2 separate regions of the Ovis aries genome follow, and region 1 is linked to region 2. Evidence: chromatin contacts called from public Hi-C data. All regions are on one chromosome and are shown on one strand. Each heading gives the region's core, a stretch centred on a gene start, on an enhancer-like site or on the middle of the called end of the contact. The rest is flanking DNA. Distances are from core to core; before and after follow the strand shown. Region 1 overlaps CHMP4B (charged multivesicular body protein 4B). Region 2 holds the start of CHMP4B (charged multivesicular body protein 4B).

Region 1 (3,211 bases), core at 377-2,876, 39 kb before region 2:
AAGAAATTCAACCTGCAGTCACATCTAGGCGTCCCCAAGACCCTTTACTGAGCACCTGCACCTTCTGCTAGTACTAAGCCATGCCTGCCAAGTAATTATCTCACAACAGCAACCCTCTAAAGTAGAAATGACCACTGTTTATCAGAGGAGGAGACAGGTTCAGAGAGGTAATTCAGGGTTACCAGGTGGTAGTCGGCAGAGAGTAGATTAAGCCAGGTATGGAACTCCACAGTCATGGGCTCCCACGCTAACTGCTATGCCCCCCCAACTGAACAAACCAGGCAGGATCTTGCCACGGAGGCACAGTCCAGTCTAGTAGGGAGTGTCAAGGGAACTGTAGGATCACAGAAGAAGGAACACAAACCCAGTCATGTCATTCCTTTGCTTAAGAACCCTCAACCGCTCCCTCTGCCCGCAGGACAAAGCCTCTGAGTGGTTTAACGAGGCCGGCAATGGACTTGGATGCTCGCCTTGAACCAGGTTCTGGAAGCCCCAGCCCCAAGTTCGGATCCCTTTGCCACTGACCATCGAGGCACAGGGATGATACCCGAGGAGAGTCCTGTTGTACAAGTGGTCAGGGCCTGGCGTTGCTTCCTCCTGACTCCCCGGTGCTGAAACTGATTCAGACACACCCCAATCAACAAGCGATTCTTGAACCTTCTCAGGTCAACACTCCACACGCGCCCCCTTCCCAGGCCCTCCTCAGCCGCCCTCACTACCCTCGCATAGCCCAGCCTAGAACTTGTTCATCAGTTGAGATTTAACAGGTGTTCTGAGCGCCTGCTGCGTAATACCATCCGCTTCCTCATTTAATCCTCCCGCAAAGTCCTGGGGCACAGATCAGACAGATCAGAAAGGTGGAGTGGCTCAACCGCGTCAGCCGGCTGGTATGAGAGGAGCAGAGGGCTCAACTACTGGCCTGTGGGAACCCCCAGGCCCCTGCTTCCCACACAGCCTCCGGACGATGCTAAGTGATACAGGGACAGATCTTAAGAACAAACAGCGAGATGACATCTGCCCTGCTTCTCAGTGTCCTGAGTACAGTAGGAGCCGTGATTTTACAGTCAGCTGCGTTCTGACTTTTAAAACCAAATTTATTCTTTCCCTGTTAACATCACAGCATATTTAGAACTGCTTTACCTTTTTCTCTAATACATTTTCAATTGGCAGGGACTCCTTGCAAGCCAGTCTTCCATTTCTCTGATCTGCACCCCACTGCTAAAATCTCCTAGGCAATAAATTATCTGGAAGCAAATACCCAAACATATCAGGGGGGTAAGCCAGAGACCCCCACGAATGAAATAATGTTTGTATTATGCATCTTTACAAGCCATCATCCAGCATAATGCCTGGTGCACACACTGCTTAATTATATTAAACTGAATCTCCAATTTCATCTATTTTAAGTTCTTCATATATTCTCTGCAGGGTTCCTCATGTGGGGTACACCCGTATTTTATCTCCTGTGAACCTCTGACTGAACAGAGAAAAGATAACATCTCACTGAAACAGTGGCTAAAACAGTCATCTGGCAGGATTCTTTCCTGCATTTGTCCTGACCCATGAAACAGGAACTTTGGCAAGTGCCTGCCCTAACCCTTCTGTCTTTGCCAAGAGGTGTGCCCTGAAAGGAGGAAACGGTTCTGAGCTAGAAGCCTCTAGGGCTCCCCCTCAAACCTGCAGCGTTCGCAGGATCTCTTCGCCTCTTTGCACAGAAATCTCCAAAATGGTTTCTGGCAGAGACAGTCCATTTTTTCACCCTAACCTAACTCCTGTTCCATTTCTCAACTAGTTGAGAACCCTAAAAAGAAAGGGTATGTGATTAATTTCCCCCTCCATACGTGGTTCACCAGCAGAGTAACCTTGAAATGAGACATGGGGCCAGTCTTTGGGCTGCAAGACTATGTGTAAACATAAATATTCACAGCACTTGACCCAGCCCTCCTTCACCATCTACCCCATGTCTAAACGTGTGGCACGGTGATGAAGTATAACTCAGGGCAAAATAAATGAGTAGCATGCCACACTTCCTGCACACCGCTCCACTTCAAGTAAGCATTCTCCACTCCAAGCTTATTGCTGACCACAAAAATTTGCTTCTATAGAGCAAAAGCCTAAAGGGTCAGACTCAATGTTTTACATATGTCTTGCCTTACTTACACTTCTCCAAAATTCCTGAGTTAAAAAAACAAGTACTGAGTTCTCATTATGAGGTTTTAAAAAATGTAATCATGTGAGGTAATGCACATTAACTAAGTGTATTTTGATAATTATTTCACAATATACACATATATTAAACCATTAGGTTGTGCACCTAAAAATAACAATGTTATATGTCAATTGTATCTCAATAAAACTGGGGTAAAAGGGGAAAAAAGGATAAAAACAAGTACGGGGAGTTGTTAAGGTTAACATCCAAACCAAATATTCAAAGAAGAGGTGTCCAAATAGACCCCTTTTCTGCCAAAGAACCCCCACCCCATGTCATTTATAAACACGATGCTTTAATGACTGAAATCTAACCCAGGCCAACAGAAGTTTAAAAGGCTGCTTTTAGCTGGAAAAAAATAGTCCTTGGAATCTCCATATTTAATTATGCCTTTGCTGGTTCCAAGAGAGTAATTACAGCAGCAATTACAGAATCTAATAACCAGCTTTATTGGCTCTGAAAGCTGAAGCAAAAACAACTCCAACCATGTTGAAATAAACATTGGTCTCCAGACAGTTGCTTCATTAGACACTCTAAAGACAGCTATTTGAAGAAAAAATACAGAAGAGATACCCAAAGAAGCACAGATCAGTGGAAAAGGCATTCACCCAGGACAAGAAAGTCCTTCTGCAAGGTATCTGTTAGTGACTGGACAGAAACCACTTTCAAAGAACACATCAGTTCAACACAACTACCAGGTGGGATGCTCCTTTCTCCTCAACAAAGGCAGACACAACTTCTCTTTGAAGAGCTGCCGAGGAGGGAAAGTCTGTCTGCCCTGATCTGGGGGCATTCAGAACAGGGGCCATTAGCCCCTGGTATCTCAACAGATGCTAAGATGTCATAACTGTATACTAATGACTGAGATTAGTACACTGAGATTCAGGCATTGGGGAGAAGGAGGGTATGGTGACATCCTCTCACTGAATGAATGATGATGTTTAGAGTCCTTTCAAAGACTCAAGATTCTACAACTGAATTCATGCAGCAGAAGGTCCAGGA
Region 2 (2,806 bases), core at 102-2,601:
CTTCTCAGGGGAAGGGTTGTCATGCTACGGTTCACCCTCCTATTGCCATAACAACGAGAAAAATCAAATATTTCTAAATTGCTTTATAGTTATTAAAGCATTTTTACATTCACCTGACTTAAGAGGAATACAAATCGCTTGCCCAGAAAGCCACACAACAGTAAGTAAAGTGCCTCAGAGCTCAACAGCCCCGCCCAGAACCACAGTAGTGGGGACTGGGGGAGGAGTCAGGGCCAATGGAGGCAAGGAATCCTTATTTCTGGTACACAGGGATCGCGAAGCGGTGAGTCACCGGGTGAAGGCTTGAGCTACGTGAAACTCTGATAAAGCAACAAGAAGTGAATCACAAGAGCTGGAAGGCACTTTAGGCCTACAGAGGACAAACCCTGGCTGATGGATGGGGGAAATGAGGCTCAAGAAGATTAGTAACTTGCTCAAGTTCACTCAGCAAGTGAACAGAGCTGGAACCAGGGAGTTTCCTCTCCCCTAGTTCCCTTTCCTCTCCATCTAGGCTTCTCAAGGAGAATTCTGAAACAGGAGATGGGGAGAGGCCAGGGACAGTTCATGGACTTCACAGAGGAATCGGGAGAGGGCAGGGGTGGGACCAGGAAGGACACAAGTGTTGGGATGGAGGGCTGAAATGAGCCAAGGAGGCGACGGCAGTATCTGAGGGGGGGGGGGGGGGGGGGGAGGGCAGGCAAGAGGGAGGAGGAAAAGGCGGAAGAAAAAGAACAGAGTGAAGGCGGAAGAGGGAGAAGTGCTGTGAAATTAGGGTCTGAAGGGGCCTGGCAGAGAGCGGAGAGCCTGAGACGAGAGGGCTGGGATGACAGTGTGACGATGCAGGGGTCCAAGGCTCCGGGAGACACTGAAGGCAGTCGGATGGGGAGGGGTCCCGGACCCAGAAAGGCAAGGAAGGGAGTCTGACAAGGTAAGAAAGAGTTTCAGGTCCCGAGCAAACACTGGAGCAAGTCTGACGAAGGTGGAGTCCGGCCAAGGGAGTCTGAGGGGGCCCGGCCGACTCACCGCGCTTGTTTTTAGTGCCGTGCTTCTTGGCAGCCGTCAGCTCCTGCTCGATCTTCTTCTCCAGGAATTCCTGCTTCTTACTTAGCATCTCCTCCGTGTCCCGAAGCCTCTGGATGGCCTCCTGGGGGGTCGGGCCGCCCTTGCCGGCCTTACCCCCTCCAGCCCCGAACAGCTTCCCGAACACCGACATGGTTGCTGCTAGCCGCGCCGGCCTACGCCGTCCGCTCCGGCTCGGCTCGGCTCGGGCGCCCGCTCCTCTCCCCGCCGCTCCCTGCCGTCGCAGGCCTCTCCTCACCTCCGCCCCGCAGCTGGGCCCGGCCGCGCCACCTCCCACAGGCCCCCACGCCCGGCCCGGCAGGCGTCAGGGAAACACGCCGCTGACTACAACTCCCGGTAGGCAACGCGCCGGCCGTGCTTCAAAGCTAATGGAAGGAGGCGCGCTGCATGCCGGGAGACTATAGTCTTCCGGCTGAAGACACTCGGCGGCGCGTCTTTTTGGTCTAGCTAGGATCAAAGGGCGGGGTGGCATGCTGGGAAATGTAGTCTCCTTGGAACTAGTTTTGTCGGGGCGGGGGTGGAAAAACAGGAAGAGAAGTAAGAATATTTTATAAAACAGTAATTAACGTTATGCAGTTTCTGTGATCCAAACATTGTGAAGTGCTTTACTTGCATTATCACATTTACTTATCATAAGCTTGTGTGAAATAATACTCTTACTATTTTCAGTTCAGTTCAGTTCAGTTCAGTAGCTTAGTCGTGTCCGACTCTTTGTGACACCATGAACTGCAGCACGCCAGGCCTCCCTGTCCATCACCAACTCCCGGAGGCCACCCAAACCCATGTCCATTGTGTCGGTCATGCCATCCAACCATCTCATCCTCTGTCGTCCCCTCCTCCTGCCCTCAATCTTTCCCAGCATCAGGGTCTTTTCAAATGAGTCAGCTCTCCGCATCAGGTGGCCAAAGTATTGGGGTTTCAGCTTCAACATCAGTCCCTCCAATGAACACCTAGGACTGATCTCCTTTAGGACTTACTATTTTGTAGGTAACAGCGATGGCATCCCACTCCAGTACTCTTGCCTGGAAAATCCCATGGACTGAGGAGCCTGGTAGGCTGCGGTCCATGGGGTCGGGAAGAGTCGGACTGGACTGAGCAACTTCACTTTCACTTTTCACTTTCATGCGTTGGAGAAGGAAATGGCAACCCACTCCAGTGTTCTTGCCCCGAGAATCCCAGGGACGGTGGAACCTGGTGGGCTGCCATCTATGGGGTCACACAGAGTTGGACACAACTGAAGCGACTTAGCAGCAGCAGCAGCAGCAGCAGCAGCAGCAGCAGCAGCAGCAGCAGCAGCAGCAGCAAGACTCAGGTTTCCCTGGTGGCTCAGTAGTAAAGAATCCACCTGCTAAACAAGAGACACAGGCTGATCACTAGTTAGAGAAGATCCCCTGGAGGAGGAAATGGCAGCCTACTCCAGCATTCTTGCCTGGAGAATCCCATGGACAGAGGATCCTGGTGGGCTACGGTCCAAGGGGTTCGCAAAACTTTGGGTACAACTTAGCAACTGAACAGTAACAACCAAGACTCAGAAATTGAGTGACTGACTAGCTTAACTTACTAGCCATGTCTTCACATATGCTGTTCCTCTACCTGCAATGCCTTTCTGTGCTTTATTCACCTAACTGATTCTTTGAAACCTAGCAGAGGCTAACAGCAAAGCTGGACTGCAAAGGTTCAGAACCCTCCTTGAATACTTACTTGGACACGTTACCTCCCTTCCTCT

What was found. A called contact is a pair of places that touch in the nucleus more often than the background predicts.
Region 1: a Hi-C map of mixed tissues shows a contact between it and region 2, with 1.9 times the contacts expected there. The contact joins the enhancer-like site here to the promoter of CHMP4B in region 2. A contact is called at or near these places in 7 of 16 Hi-C or Micro-C datasets (hypothalamus, liver, mesenteric adipose tissue and 4 more).

The regions. Positions count from the first base shown.
Region 1 is chr13:63,275,621-63,278,831 of ARS-UI_Ramb_v3.0, reverse strand. All of the region lies in intron 1 of CHMP4B (charged multivesicular body protein 4B), which reads right to left. Among named protein-coding and RNA genes, the nearest start is that of CHMP4B, 39 kb to the right of the region's middle. Within about 2 kb of position 1,626, at least 4 of the 54 cell types and tissues checked have an H3K27ac peak or open chromatin away from gene starts, as enhancers often do.
Region 2 is chr13:63,236,709-63,239,514 of ARS-UI_Ramb_v3.0, reverse strand. It overlaps CHMP4B (charged multivesicular body protein 4B), which reads right to left and starts at 1,351. Exons shown (of 5, transcript XM_004014502.4): 1 at 1,024-1,351. The coding sequence starts at 1,213. It overlaps LOC105606908 (a long non-coding RNA gene), which reads left to right and starts at 734. Exons shown (of 3, transcript XR_001044681.4): 1 at 734-928.